Regions from separate parts of the Mus musculus genome. Here all the other regions are linked to region 1. A link is a contact called in public HiCAR-type and promoter capture Hi-C data. All regions are on one chromosome and are shown on one strand. Each heading gives the region's core, a stretch centred on a gene start, on an enhancer-like site or on the middle of the called end of the contact. The rest is flanking DNA. Distances are from core to core; before and after follow the strand shown.

Evidence for each region. Promoter capture Hi-C pulls out the DNA fragments that hold promoters and counts their contacts. HiCAR-type assays count read pairs that join an accessible place to other places. Capture Hi-C pulls out chosen DNA fragments and counts their contacts.
Region 2: a contact with region 1 is called in a HiCAR-type map of astrocytes, with 6 times the contacts expected there. The contact joins the promoter of Sucla2 here to the promoter of Cog3 in region 1. A contact is called at or near these places in 3 of 39 promoter capture datasets (hippocampal neurons, liver and pre-B cells), 1 of 484 Hi-C or Micro-C datasets (B cells), 2 of 115 datasets of contacts at active chromatin or transcription factors (astrocytes and embryonic forebrain) and 1 of 9 other capture datasets (liver).
Region 3: a promoter capture Hi-C map of pre-B cells shows a contact between it and region 1, with 4 times the contacts expected there. The contact joins the promoter of Rb1 here to the promoter of Cog3 in region 1. A contact is called at or near these places in 2 of 39 promoter capture datasets (pre-B cells and second pharyngeal arch cranial neural crest) and 1 of 484 Hi-C or Micro-C datasets (B cells).
Region 4: a contact with region 1 is called in a promoter capture Hi-C map of liver, with 3 times the contacts expected there. The contact joins the promoter of Nudt15 here to the promoter of Cog3 in region 1. A contact is called at or near these places in 3 of 39 promoter capture datasets (the C10 cell line, hippocampal neurons and pre-B cells), 1 of 115 datasets of contacts at active chromatin or transcription factors (astrocytes) and 2 of 9 other capture datasets (adipose tissue and liver).
Region 5: a promoter capture Hi-C map of liver shows a contact between it and region 1, with 4 times the contacts expected there. The contact joins the promoter of Dnajc15 here to the promoter of Cog3 in region 1. A contact is called at or near these places in 2 of 39 promoter capture datasets (liver and pre-B cells).

What each region holds. Positions count from the first base shown.
Region 1 is chr14:75,753,152-75,755,851 of GRCm38.p6, reverse strand. It overlaps Cog3 (component of oligomeric golgi complex 3), which reads left to right and starts at 1,359. Exons shown (of 23, transcript NM_177381.3): 1 at 1,359-1,587. The coding sequence starts at 1,414.
Region 2 is chr14:73,551,215-73,554,051 of GRCm38.p6, reverse strand. It overlaps Sucla2 (succinate-Coenzyme A ligase, ADP-forming, beta subunit), which reads right to left and starts at 1,266. Exons shown (of 11, transcript NM_011506.4): 1 at 1,155-1,266. The coding sequence starts at 1,244.
Region 3 is chr14:73,324,517-73,327,216 of GRCm38.p6, reverse strand. Rb1 (RB transcriptional corepressor 1) reads left to right here and starts at 1,395. Exons shown (of 27, transcript NM_009029.3): 1 at 1,395-1,694. The coding sequence starts at 1,576.
Region 4 is chr14:73,523,886-73,526,585 of GRCm38.p6, reverse strand. It overlaps Nudt15 (nudix (nucleoside diphosphate linked moiety X)-type motif 15), which reads left to right and starts at 1,337. Exons shown (of 3, transcript NM_001360484.1): 1 at 1,337-1,526. The coding sequence starts at 1,372. Gm41209 (a long non-coding RNA gene) reads right to left here and starts at 1,284. Exons shown (of 3, transcript XR_874819.2): 1 at 1,040-1,284; 2 at 677-749.
Region 5 is chr14:77,873,494-77,876,193 of GRCm38.p6, reverse strand. It overlaps Dnajc15 (DnaJ heat shock protein family (Hsp40) member C15), which reads left to right and starts at 1,277. Exons shown (of 6, transcript NM_025384.3): 1 at 1,277-1,396. The coding sequence starts at 1,295.

The DNA of each region.
Region 1 (2,700 bases), core at 110-2,609:
TCACAATTATCCTTTCTTCTGTTCCAGGAATCAGTCCAAGATACCACATTGCAATGAGAAGTCATTATTCAGTAGTCTCCACTATGTAAGAGCTCCTTGGTCACTCCTTGCTCTTTAGTAGTTTGATACTCTTTTAAACATTGGCTTTTGGGGGCTGGAGAGATGGCTCAGAGGTTAAGAGCACTGACTGCTCTTGCAGAGGTCCTGAGTTCATTCCCAGCAACCACACAGTGGGTCATAACCATCTGTAATGGGATCTGATGCCTTCTTCTAGTGTACCTCAAGACAGCTACAGTATACTCACATACATAAAATAAATAAATCTTAAAAAAAAACATTGGCTTTTTATTTTAAAAATTTATTTATGTGTGTGTTTGCATGTGCCACATGTATGTTAGTACCCAGAGAGGCCAGAAGAGGAGGTTGGATCTCCTGGAACTGAAGTTTCAGGTGGTAATGTGCTGCATATTGTGGGGGCTGGGAACTGAACTGGAGTCTTCTGAAAGATCAGCAAGTTCCCTTAGCCCCGAGCCATCTCTCTACCCTGACCTTTTTGAAGAATGTTGTTCAGTGTTTTGTGATTTTCTTCATTTTTCTACATTTTTCCTTTTTAATTCTTGGTAAGGAAGAAGGTTGTCTCTTTTTCACCTTTTTGCCCAATTTTTTTTTATATTCGTATATACTCAATTTATATACTTACAAAGTATATTTATTCAATTATTTAGGTTTGATCTAATATAATTTGTTTAGGTGTTCAAATGTGTATCATGATTTAAATGGCAGAATAATTTTTGCAGTTTCATGTTTGGATAGACAGTTATTGATCCAGTTCTTCAATGTTGGACATTTAGGTCCCCCCCCCCCCCAGTTTTTTGATATTATTAATGAGGCCTGATATGTTTGTCTTTGAATTTGTGTTTCCACAAACTAGTTTTCTAACAGGGAAGTTGTAAGTTTGAAAACTTGGTGCTCTTGGTTGCTATGTCAACATGGAAAGCATCCATAACCCATCTGACAGGAGAGAAGATCTTTGGAGTTCATTAATTCTCCTAATCCGTTGGATGACTTACAACTTGTTAAAAAGAAAACCAAAAACAAATCTGAAGAACACATTATCATAAAGTTATTGATGTTGAAGAAGCTTCCGGTAGGGGCAAGCTTATTTCCGCCCATTCTTGTCTCCTACCCTCTGGCTTGAGGTACACCTCAACCGGAACTGTTTGGCCTCCGTCGAAAGCCACGTCTGTTTTGGCCTCGGTCCCGCCCCCACGCCGGGGAAGCGTTTCCGGGGTCAGGGCGCTCGGGCCCGCCCCGCCGCGGCTGCGGCGCTGGAAGTCCCGGTCCTCCCGGAAGTTCCCGGCTCTGCCTGTCGGGCTCCGGTTCTGCGCCGCGGAGGGGCCCAGGGCTGCGGAGATGGCGGAGGCGGCGCTGCTGCTGCCGCCCGAGGCGGCGGCCGAGCGGGACGCCCGCGAGAAGCTGTCTCTCTGGGATGGGAGACCCGACTCGATGGCGCCGCTGACAGACAGGCAGACGGACTCGGTGCTGGAGCTCAAGGCGGCCGTGGAGAACCTGCCGGTGCCCGCCGAGGTGAGGCGAGGGCGTGGGCTGCGCCCGGCCTCCTGCCCCGTGCGGGGATCTGGCCGGTCCTCTGAGCCACCGTGGCGGGTTCGGCGGGAGGGGCCCGTGTGTGCCCTGCTGTCAGCAGCCTCACTCTGCCCGCGACCCAGGGTGGCCCTGCCAGGGTGCGTGGCCGTCCACGCGAGGGCGTAGCCCTCCCCCAGCGGCGTGGGACGGTTGGCCCGAGCCTTGCTCCGGGCTTCTTGCTCCTGGTGTCCCCGTGTCAGAGTAGCCCTGCCTCCCAGGAGCCTGTCCAGCTAGTCTGTGTTAACTGCATCCTGGAGGCATCAGGCTTGCTTCTTTCCCGGGGGAACAGGGACACTTAGAGGGGATCAGAACTGGCCCCGAGAAACAATTTCATTTATCACACCCCAAGCTGTGAACTCCTGGTTTTGGGTTATGGAAGATAAGATTTATTAAACCTACAGCAAAGCAATAAATTAAAAAGTTATTTTTACAAGTTGACTCGGTTATTAAGTAGCGCTTTGGGTTTTAGCGTCAACGTTTTCCCAGTTACCAGTGGGACAGTATGCATGTTACTGTTGGTGTGATTCAGTGCAGTTATACTGGTCAGAGTACTTTTATTTTTTGGATTGTTTATGTGTTTCACACGCTCTTCTAGTTTCGAGGCCGAATTTTGGGTTATTTTATTATCAGTGGTGGTTAGTTTTGATGTTGGAAACCATTTCTGTACGATTCGTAATCCTGTCCAAATGCAGATTGAATTTGGCTTCTTCACCTCTGCCCTCACACTTTAGAGGTGTGACTAGACGCGTTCTCTGCACCTTTGTGTGCTGTGCCGTAAAAATACGTGTTCTTAGGTGTGTTTCTCTGCCCACCTCCAGGATGCCATACAGGAAATAGACCTAAGTAAACGAGGGAGCAAGTGGAAAGTTCTTTGATCTGGCTATGTTTTATGTTCTGGATTATAAGTGGGTGTGGTGTGGTGTGGGGTGTGTGTGTGTGTGTGTGTGTGTGTGTGTGTTTTGCTGGGGACTAGACTGAGGATTTTGCCATTGCTGGGTAAGTGCCATACTAGAGATTTACAGAAACAGGCTTATGTGTGTTCCCAGTCTGTTTATA
Region 2 (2,837 bases), core at 17-2,516, 2.2 Mb after region 1:
TGTTCACTAAATCCTTATCCTCTTAAAACTTGGCAGCATTATTTAAGGAAGGGAGGGGGCTAAATCTATCCACCTATGATGTGTCTAGTTACTTCAAAACATAACCAAAACTCTATCTTAGAAAGCTAATCCCGCTCTTGAAGTTTTAAGGTACTAACACTGAGGGCCAATTTGTTTGGGGCTTGTTGTTGTTTAATTGGTTTGTCTTTGTTATTTAGTGACAAGCCTTGGCTGGCCTTGAACTATGTATGTAAAAGATGACCTTGAATATCTCATTCTCTTGCCTCCACCTTAAGTGCTAAGGTTACAAGGATGCTGGGGATAGAACCCAGGACTTCCTACATGCCAGGCAGGCCCTCTACCAAATAAACTGCATTCCCAGTACCCACTTTTTGTGTTTGAATGCTGTAGAACAGACACAACAAGCACACAGCTTCAGAAATGGACCCTTGTGGAACTAAACCTCAGTTCTGTCTCAGACTGCTATGTCTCCTAGGCCAAAGTACTTCTCTGAGCCATCATCAGATCGTCATCAATGGTTACTGGCCTTAATGACAACCCCTGTGCTGTTGACAAGCCTAATGACCTTAGGACAACATCTGACACTCCCTAAATGTCGAGAAACAAAGCAGCAAAATAGGTACTAGAGTCTGTCCAGAAGTGAAATCCTCTAAAAGATTTACTCTCCCATCTAATCCTTACTCTCCCATCTAATCAGCTGGGAAACTGAAGAACTCGTTATCAGTACTCACTACCAGGACTGACTGATAGATCAGCTCTGCTGGTGTTCCTAAGTCCTTCCCACCTACGACAGTTTGCTGGACCTCAAAGTACACTTGAAGGGCATCCCCTTACCCAAAGGGGGTCCGGAAGCGTTGGCCCCGGGCAAGGACAGCCCCCGTCCCCTCTGGGATCGCTCCGGCAGGCTCCCGCAGGTGAGGCCGACTGCCAGGCCGCCCTGCCGGGCCTCCAGCGGCCGGGGGACGGAGCCGAGCCCAGCTGCCCCGAGCGCCAGCTCGCAGCCCTGGCCCGCAGCCTCTGTGCAGAGCAGGGCATCCCGGCCGTGCCAGCGCCGCTGAGAGCCCCGGAGCTGGGCCGCGCCCCTGAGCCTTGCCCGCCGACCCCCGCGGCCAAAGCGAACAGGGCGAGCTTACCTGGGCGGCGGCTCGCAGCGTAGTCTGCGGCCGGTGGCTCCTCAGGGCGGCCGCGGCCAACTGCCGGCCGTAGAACATGGACGCCGCCATTTCTGAGTCCGACCCGTCCCCTGGGCACCGCGCAGGCGCAGAGACGCAGTTGCTCTCGGGGCGCTCCCGGCCCGAGACAAGGACAATCCTCGGGGGCGGGGCCTCGCGTTAACCCCGTCGCTGCCGGAGGAGCCGGGTTTGGCAGGCACAAAGCAAACTTTGGCCTTCAGAACTTTGACCTCAGTGACATGTGGACAAGGGGCCATCAGAACGCTTCCTAGAGAACTGTGACGCTGCTACTTCAGTCTTCTTACCTTCTCTGAGCCCTAGTGGCCTCACAAGTGAAATGGGGTTACTTAGGGAAAGCGAATGTATGCGTTGAGCCTTTAGGATACAATAGATACTAAAATAAAACATAACACAAAATAATAAAGACAGTGCCACTGATACTCAAAAGACTGTTACTCACTAGTTACTGAAGCCGCCCATACTGAAAACACTCCTAACAAAGTGTTTGAGAGAGCTAGAGAGATGGCTTAGTAGTTTGGAGCTGGTACGGCTGTGGCACTCAGCTGAATTCCCAGCCTCATGTCAGACAGCTCACCACTGCGTATGGGCTCTGAAACTCTCTTCTGGCCTCCCTGGGCACCAGCACACACGTGCACATACATATATCCAACAATGCATACATATTAAAAGAAAAGAAAAGAAAATACTATCACATTTGAACTGAAAAAGATGGGGTAACCCAGGACCCAGAAAGACCTATTACATGTTCTCTCAAATTTAAATATGCTATCTTTAAATTTTTATATGTATGTATTTATGTGTGAGCAAGGATTAGAGGCCAGAAACTATAGAGGGCCCCATGAGAAGACACAATAATATGTTTGTGTGAAGGCACAGTAACTAATAAGACTCATGTAAGAAGGAACAGGGCGGTGAGGGAAAGAAGGAAGGGATCAACCAAAACTACTATAAAAATGGTGTAAGAAAGCCTATGAGTTGTAAGAAAGCCTATGAGTTGTATGCTAACTTTAAAATATACCCACCCCAAGGCATGCCTGATAGTTTATGCCTGCAATCCCATCCCAATGGAAGCTACAATGAGAAGTTAAAGAACTCCAGACTACTCTACAACTCACAGGGGGGGGGGAGATACCCCACTAGCCGTGAAACCCATCAGCAGCATCCTTTCATGGAGGGGGTAATGGTCTCATGAGGCCTCCCCCCTCCTTGAGGATTGGTTGAAAGTTAATGGTTGGCATTGGAGTGCATTCATTCAGTGGCGTAGCCTGTGTTCCTGTAAGCAAGCCAAATGAAACGTGTTCAGCCATCAAAGAAGAGACAGGAAAGTGAAGCCTGCAGAATTAAGAAACAAAAGTCGAAAATGGGTGAATATGATCGAAATGAACTAAATACTGGGGCTAGAAAGGCAGCTGTTCCACAGTTAAGAGCCACAGCTGCTCTTCCAGAACGTTCCAGTATGATCCCCAGCACCCTTATGGCAGCTCGCATCACCTGTTCCAGTTCCAGAGATCTGATGCCTTCAAGAGCACCAGGCATGCGACTGGTACACAGGCAAAACACTTGTACACATAAGATGAAATTTTAAAATGTATTAGATGCATGCATGAAATGCTATAATGAAAC
Region 3 (2,700 bases), core at 146-2,645, 2.4 Mb after region 1:
GGACCCAAGTTCCTTTGCCATTCTGTCTCAAACTTAAGAGTAGCTTGCCACAAATACCAAGGTGGCATCAATTGGCCAAGTGTCACATTCTCTGATAATTATGAGGCAGGACTGTATCATTTCTGTATATTATTTGATCAGGCTCCCACAGTCTATCTTTTATCTTCACCAAACCTAGACTGTATGTAGCCTGAGCTCTTGCCTAAATCTGGGACAAAGTGAACTCAAGTGCTATTTTAATTCCATTCATTCTCCGTGGCTGCATCAGGGCCTGGGGCTCTACCTCCTGACAAACATTTGGTCTCTAGAAGGCTTCTGAAGTTAGGCAAGTCTGAAAATTGAAGGAGGCCCATGTATCCTTCACTCATCTGACATCAAGGCAGAAAATAAGCCCAGGCTTGCAACCTACCCAATTAAGTTCTCGATTCCTCAGTCCTTGCTCAGCTGTTCCAAGATAGTTTACACCAGAACAACAACTGTATTTTATTCACAGCACTTCAATTAGTGAGTTGTATGAATAAGGACTGACAAAGGGAGAAAATTATGTTGACTGACAGGTAAAACGTAACTAGAAAAGCTACCATTGCTGAGCCAGCTTTTGGTGGCGGTAGGTAGTTCTAGTATAAAGTATGCTCTTTTCCGGTGTCTGTGCGTCGGCGACATGGTCAGACAAATATTACTTGGGTTCGAGTCCTCTGCCAGGGACCTGCTATGTGACGCGGGCAAATTGGCTCCCCGAACTCCCCACTTCCAACCCGCAAAAGTGGAATGCCGACCTTCCCAGTTTGACCGGCTGTCTCGGAGAAACCATTATGAAAGGAGGCCGGATCGTGCGCATGAACACGGCCAACTGGTTTTCTGCTTTCGTCTCAAACGCGTTTGTAAGCGATTTTTCAAAGTCGGGTCCGCCTGGCAAACTGGTTTTCAAAAGCTACTTTCCCGCTAAGATCTGTCCCGCTCGGACCGCGCCTCCTGTTTCCCCATCAAAAGACTATAGTCTGTGCGTGCATCGCCCATCTTCCCTTGTCTCCAGAAGGCCACCAATGGCCCCACCCTGGACCGCCCACCCGGGCCGAGCCCACCTCCCACTGGCCCGGCACGTTTGTTTTTGTTTTGCCGGCCGCGCGGGCCGGGCGAGGGGCGCGCCCTGTCCAGCGTTCTCCCAGAGGCCGCGGCTCCTCGCAGCGGGCCGGCCCCGCCTCGGCTGGCGCCGCCCACGGGGACGACGCGGGCGGAGACAGGCCCGGGCAGGCGCGGCTTCCCCGCGGCTTCCCGCCCGCGCCCTCGCCCTCGCCCTCGCCCTTGCCCGCCGCCGCCGCCACCGCCGCCCCGGTTCCCCACTGACGCCCGCGGCCCGCGAGCCTCGCGGACGTGACGCCGCGGGCGGAAGTGACGTTTTCCCGCGGTTGGCCCGGGCGCTCGGTTGCCGGGCGCGTCCGGTTTTCCTCGGGGGACGTTCCCATTATTTTTGTAACGGGAGTCGGGTGAGGACGGGGCGTGCCCGGCGTGCGCGCGCGCCCGCCCGCCTCCCCGCGCGCCTCCCTCGGCTGCTCGCGCCGGCCCGCGCTGCGCGTCATGCCGCCCAAAGCCCCGCGCAGAGCCGCGGCCGCCGAGCCCCCGCCACCGCCGCCGCCGCCGCCTCGGGAGGACGACCCCGCGCAGGACAGCGGCCCCGAAGAGCTGCCCCTGGCCAGGTGAGGAGCGCGGCCGCCGCGGGCCGGAGAGAAGGGAAGGGAAGGGAGCGGGGACGCCGGGTGCATCCCGGCGGGGACGCCGGGCGGGCGCATCTCGGCGGGGCCGGGCTGGCGGTAGGAGCGGCGCCCCGGGTCTCCGGGGTCCCCTTGGTCCCCCATCTCTGCGGGGGTGGCGGCGGCGCGCTGACACGGTCCCGGGCTCGCGGGCGACGGGGAGGGCATCCCGAAGGGGTCTGGGCTGCGGCTTGACAGGTGTCGGGCGGGTGGGGCTCCTGCTCCCGAGCGAAGTGACAGGTGCAGGCTCTACTCCAGCGACGCCCAGGCGCGGAGCCGGCGGGTCCCGGAGAGCCCCGGTCAGATGCAAAAACAATTGAAATAAATATTTAAAAAAAGAAAAAAAAAACTCGACCGGTGTTTGTTTTCTTTCTTCCTCCCTTTTTTCTCCGTGGAGATCCGAAGCACCCCCGGGGTGGGTTGACTTTCTCTTTTGCAGTCGTCCTGCGATGCAACAGTTGGGAGCCTTGCCCTCTCTGAGCTTGCGCTGCATCGGCAGCTTGGTCCTGGGAGAGGCCAAGAAAAGCCTTGTAGGCAAAGCGCAGGGTCGTGGGTGTCAATTGCTCACGGGGTCCTCAGCTCCCGGGCTTTGTGGGGGTTTCTTTAGAACAATGCTTTGAGGCCCGGGGGGATTTAAAGCCATCTGTGGAGACTGATGGAGCAGAACTCTTAGAAGAACTGGTATGTGGGCAAAAGTTTCAGGAGACATTTAAATGCAAGGGCTTGGAAGTTTCTAAACTTTGTTCCCCTTTTTTTTCAGGGTAGAACTCTTCTTGCGTGCTGATTGGCCCGCAGCATGCTTCATTATTTCTTGCCTTTTGCCTTTGAGCATTCACGGATTCTGGTGCCTCCCCCTCCCTTTTTTCTTTTTTGGTCTTGTGTTTGGTACTGTGTTCTCTCAAAGAACTTTTCTCTCCATTTATTAAGTGGAATCTAAACTTAAGTTCATGTG
Region 4 (2,700 bases), core at 88-2,587, 2.2 Mb after region 1:
AAGAAGCAAGTTGGGGAGGAAAGGGTTTATTCAGCTTACACTTCCAAATTGCTGTTCATCACTACAGGAAGTCAGGACAGGAACTCAAGCAGGTCAGGAAGCAGGAGCTGATGCAGAGGCCATGGAGGGATCTTTCTTACTGGCTTGCTCAAGTTGCTTTCTTATAGAACCCAAGACTACCAGCCCAGAGATGACACCACCCATGGTGGGCCCTCATGCCTTGATCACCAACTGAGAAAATGCCCCACAGCTGGATCTCATGGAGTCACTTCCCCAACTGAAGCTCCTTTCTCTGTGATAACTCCAGCCTGTGTCAAGTTGACACCCAAAACCAGCCAGTACAGATGGCATCTCAATTCCTCAATGGAGATAGTCAACACTTTTAAAAATAGTTATTATTTTTGTTTCTCGTTTTAAACTGTCTATTCATTTGCACATTCGTTGATTGGCAAAACTTAGGACTTTGCTAAGCATACCTAATGGATACTGAAACTTTCTAATGGATTACTATGGTAGTTTAAATATGCTTGGCCCAGGGAGGTGTGTCCTTGTTGGAGTGGTTGTGGCCTTTTTGGAGGAAGTGTGTCGCTGTGGGAGATGGGCTTTGAGATACTTCTCCCAGTTGCTGTTTGAATCTTTTCCTGTTTGAATTTAGAACAAGATATACAACTCTTACCTCCTCCAGTGCCACGACTGCCTGGATGCTGCCATGCTTCCTGCATTGATTATAATGGACTGAACCTCTGGACCTACAAGCAAGCACCAATTAAATGTTGTCCTTTATAAGAGTTGCCTTGGTCATAATGTCTCTTCACAGCAACGGAAACCCTCACTAAGACAATTACTTAGGATACAAATTAAGTATACACTCAGATATATGTGTGGAAATATAAAAACTAACATTTCAAAGAGTTAAAGCTGTCTCTGGAAGCAGGGCTAAAAGGGATAGTGTCTGTCCTTGGGCAGTTTTGTACTATTGGGTTTCTAAAATTATGCACACATTAGTAGAAATAAAGTAATACTTTTAAAGTAAACCCACCCGTCCAAAGATTTAAGATGTCAATCTTGTTACAGCTGATTTCCCCAAGTTTTTCTTTTCATATTTCAGTTTTAGTTGATGTATATTTTTATCTACTATAATTTGTTTTTCTCTAAAATATGAATTTATCCTAAAGAAACTTAATTAGTCTCATTTACTTCCCCAAATCATCTTTCAGTACTCTTATGTTAGTTATTTATATGGTTGTTTCTGCATGATCTATGCACCAGGCGACAGGTGATTCGTGAGACACAACACTCAGCGAGCAATCAGCGAGGCTCCTGCCGGTTCCCGTACAGCTTCAACGTCACTTCCGGGGTCAGCCAAATGCTATGGCCGCTAACGCAGAGCCGAGGCGGCGGCCAGGAGTTGGGGTCGGCGTGGTGGTGCTGAGCTGCGAGCATCCTCGCTGCGTCCTTCTGGGGAAAAGGAAAGGATCGTTTGGAGCCGGCAGTTTCCAGCTTCCTGGGGGCCATTTGGAATTCGGGTGAGCAGGACGACCTCCGGGAAGCGGAAGCTTCGGGAATATCACTAGTCCGCACGCCATTCTCGGTCCGTGTGACGCGCTTCAGTGCGCAGTTGAGTTCCGCGAGCTCTCTACGGCCCCGGTGTCCTCCGGGATCCAGCCAGGAGGGGGTGCTGTGCCAGTACCCGGGCCCCGTTAGTCCTCGCTCTGCCCTCTCCTGGCTGCAAGTGGAAGTCGTTTGTATTTCTTAGTGTTTACAGAGAAAGTGGATGTTAACTGGGACTTTTCCTTTTGCCCCATGAGATTTAAATATATCAGAGTTTTGTGAGGCTGGCCCCGCCGCTTCTGCGATGTGGATGTGTCAGTCCCACAAAGGGGGAAGGGTAGCTAAGTCAGTTTCTGTGCAATCGTGAAGAAACCCTGGCTCTGCTCAAAAATGTGTTCTAATCCGAGAGTGTGCCTTAAAATACAATAAAAGTATCTAAGACATCCAGATTCGGTGTGATTTCCTTTAGTCTTGTATAGTAATATAAAATAATGTAGTGTTATAAAACACTTGGAAGGTAAAGCTTCAAGCCTTCCTACGCCTTATCTAACAAGCACCATACTTGATTCTGTAGACAATTTCAAAGGAAATCTGAGACTTCCTATTATGTAATTATCTGGGTCACTATTATCTAATAGGCTTATTTAGTTATAAGAGACCGAGATCTGCCTGCCTCAGTTTTCTGAGTGTTGGGATTATGGCGTGATGGATTCACTGGATGGAGGAGCCTCTCACTGGCTCTCCATGACAGGGAAACATTACCAGGCTGACAACTTCCTTCCTCTTGATGGTAACCTGTACTTTCCTATGTGGCCTGGAAGTACAAGTGTTGCATGCCCCTTAATGCTAATCATCTCTTTCTCTGTTGCCTAATTGCCTCAATTTTTAGGCTTAAACTGGAATTTTGAAGCATAAGGAAGGCATTTAATGCACTTTCAAAACACAACCCGAAAGGAACATTAATTAATGTTTCTTTTTTTCCTGGGTACAGTTGACTCAGAAGCCTGGGTTTTGTTGTTGTTGGGTTGTTTTTTATTGTTGTTTGTTTGTTTGGTTGGTTGGTTTTGTTTTGGGTTTTGGGGAGTGGTTTTTGTTGGGTTTTGTTTTTGTTTTTAGAAATAGGGTTTCTCTGTACAGTCTTGGATGTCC
Region 5 (2,700 bases), core at 28-2,527, 2.1 Mb before region 1:
ACGAATAATTGTGGATTGGCTTAATAAAGTAATTTATGTAATAAAGCCGTGTTTCTGAAGAGTTCTGAAGTATTTTTAACACATTATTACATATCACCGGCTCAATTCTTGGTGTTTATTTCCATGTGGAATTTGTGACCCCTTTCTTCTTCTAACTAAAACAAACCCCATGCTCCCTACTGACCACATCAGTGGCTGAGCCTCCAAGGAAGCCTTTGTGGCTGTTCTCGTTTCTCTCTGTGAACTCTGACACTGATTTTGCTTTCATTTGTAGCTAATCTAGCATGCTTGCTCGTGCTTTTAGTATATGGTACTAGCATGGTGTTTAATGTAATCTTTCCTTCCTGATTCTAAATTCCTTCAGGCCCTAAGCATGAGAATAATAATATATGGATAAATTAATAGGTTCTTACAACTGGTTTTTTGTTTGTTTGTTTGTATGGTTTGTTTTGTTTTGTTTTTCAAGATAGGGTTTCTCTGTATAGCTCTGGCTGTCCTGGAACTCACTTTGTAGACCAGGCTGGCCTCGAACTCAGAAATCTGCCTGCCTCTGCCTCCTGGGTGCTGGGATTAAAGGCGTGCGCCATCACGCCCAGCTAGGTTCTTACAACTTTTAATGTAAAAAAACAAAACAAAACAAAAAAACCAAACCCCAAAACAAAAAAAAACCTTCTTGTAGGCTGGATTGCAAAGTGTATAAAGGGTAAAACAGCAGCCAACTTGGTACAGGGGTTAGAAAGCGTATTAGCTTCAGTTATTGCCTAATATCTGTTCGAGAAAGCTTGACCTAAACATTAATAATGAAGTTAAGTCTTTATGTATTCAAATTAGTCAAAATCATTTGCTGTGAGCGCAAGTTAGTGGATCATCAGTATCTTCCCAGTGATTTCACTAACATGTGAAATCACATTCATTTCTAGTTGGGAAGGTCAAGCAAGGAAGCCCTCCCTGGCCTTGTTTCTATTCCCAGGCACCATCGCGGTACTTTGGAATCTCTCCCTGCCTGGTTTTAGAGGAAACTCAAGGTAGACCTAAGAAGGCCCCGCCTCTTCAGGCTTGGTTGTTATAGTGGAGGGTGGCACAAACAAACAAACAAGGCTCTGTAAGGGTCTGACCCCGGGCTTTGACAGGGTCAGTTTATCGGAGATGGAATGAGAACCAGATTCTCTGCAGCCAGGTCTCCACTAATAAAACTGAACACCTACTCAGAGCGCGAACTTAACCGGTCCGCACTAATTTGTCCCCGCGGACGCCCCGTAGACAACTCAGTGCGTCCTCGGAGTCCTGCAGTGCCATGGCTACCGGTGGCGGCGTGACCTCCAGAGAGGGGCTGCGCTACGCCGAATACCTGCCTCCTTCTGCCCAAAGGTCGGACGCCGACATCGACCACACAGCGGTGAGTCTGCCGGCCGCCACTGACCTGCACCCCTAAACCCCAAGACCTCCCACTCCCACCCCCTTGCCCGGCTGCCTGTGCCCGGCGTGGTACCTGGCTGTCTCCTCAAAGTGTCACGGACCACAGAACAGGCCCACGGTTATCCAGTGAAGAGACCCATGGGTTCCCCCTGGGCAGAGGGGGCCCGGTGGAGCCAGGAGCCTCCCTTGGGGAAAAGTAGTTAAGAACCAGGGCGCGAAGCTGCGTGAGAACAGTTGGGACCTCTAGCACCCCCAAGTCTGGAGCAACTCAGCCTAGATCCGGGCAGAAAATGCTTGCGATTTATTGAGGCGGCTTCTTTCCTTCCACCTTGTGGTTCCTGAAGATCGAACTCAAGTCAGCCATCACCTCCACTGACCGAGTCACCCCGCTCGTTCACATCTGTAGGAGAGTCTAGAATTCAGGACATAACTTAGGAGGTCTCTTTAACAGCCAGCCTCAGGAATGCTAAATTGTGGGAGTCTTCACCAGTTCACGCCACTGTCCTTTCTATAACAGAAACAAAAACAAAAACAAAACAAAACAAAAAAAAAAACCAACTTTCTTGTGATATCCTGACATGAAATTAAAGTTTCTAAAAATCAATATAATAGTCAAATTGAAACGTAACGGTGAAGTAAATATCTTCTTAGTAATAAGTAGCTGTTTGAATTTGTAAATGCCTTCACGTTATTTATTATATTACAGGCTGCAATGAAGTGATCATATTGCCCTCGCATTGCAGCAGTTGTACATGGGACAGCTACAAATGCCAAGCCGGCAGGATTTTATTTTTTAAAAGGACTCACTGTATTTCCTACGCTGGCCTGGAGCTTACGATTCTCCTGCTTCAGCCTTCTTACTTCCTGGCCTATCAGATATTGGCATCCTGTTGTTATTTAAAAAAATTTTTTTTTTCCCAAAAAAGCAAACACTCTGAGGTAAATTGTTAGAAATGTCTCCTCACTTTGTAGGGTAAGTTCACTTATGGAAAATTAAGCCTGTACTAAAACAGAGTAGAAGTATAAATGGTTGAAAGTTCTTAACAAAACAAAGATGGCCAGAAACTGGTTATTCACCATTTAATGTCACTGGCATCTTGTAACACTTGGAGAGTTAGGGATGGTTTTTTATTCCTGGTTGGCCAGCCTTGCACATGATAGGACTTTTGAAATCGGGAGTCGACCATCCACAAAGTACTCTTCCTCTTAGGCAAACTACTGTGGAAGCTCAAAAGGGCTTCACAGCGTTTTCAGATTGTCCCTGAGGGATCGATGTTGACTGTG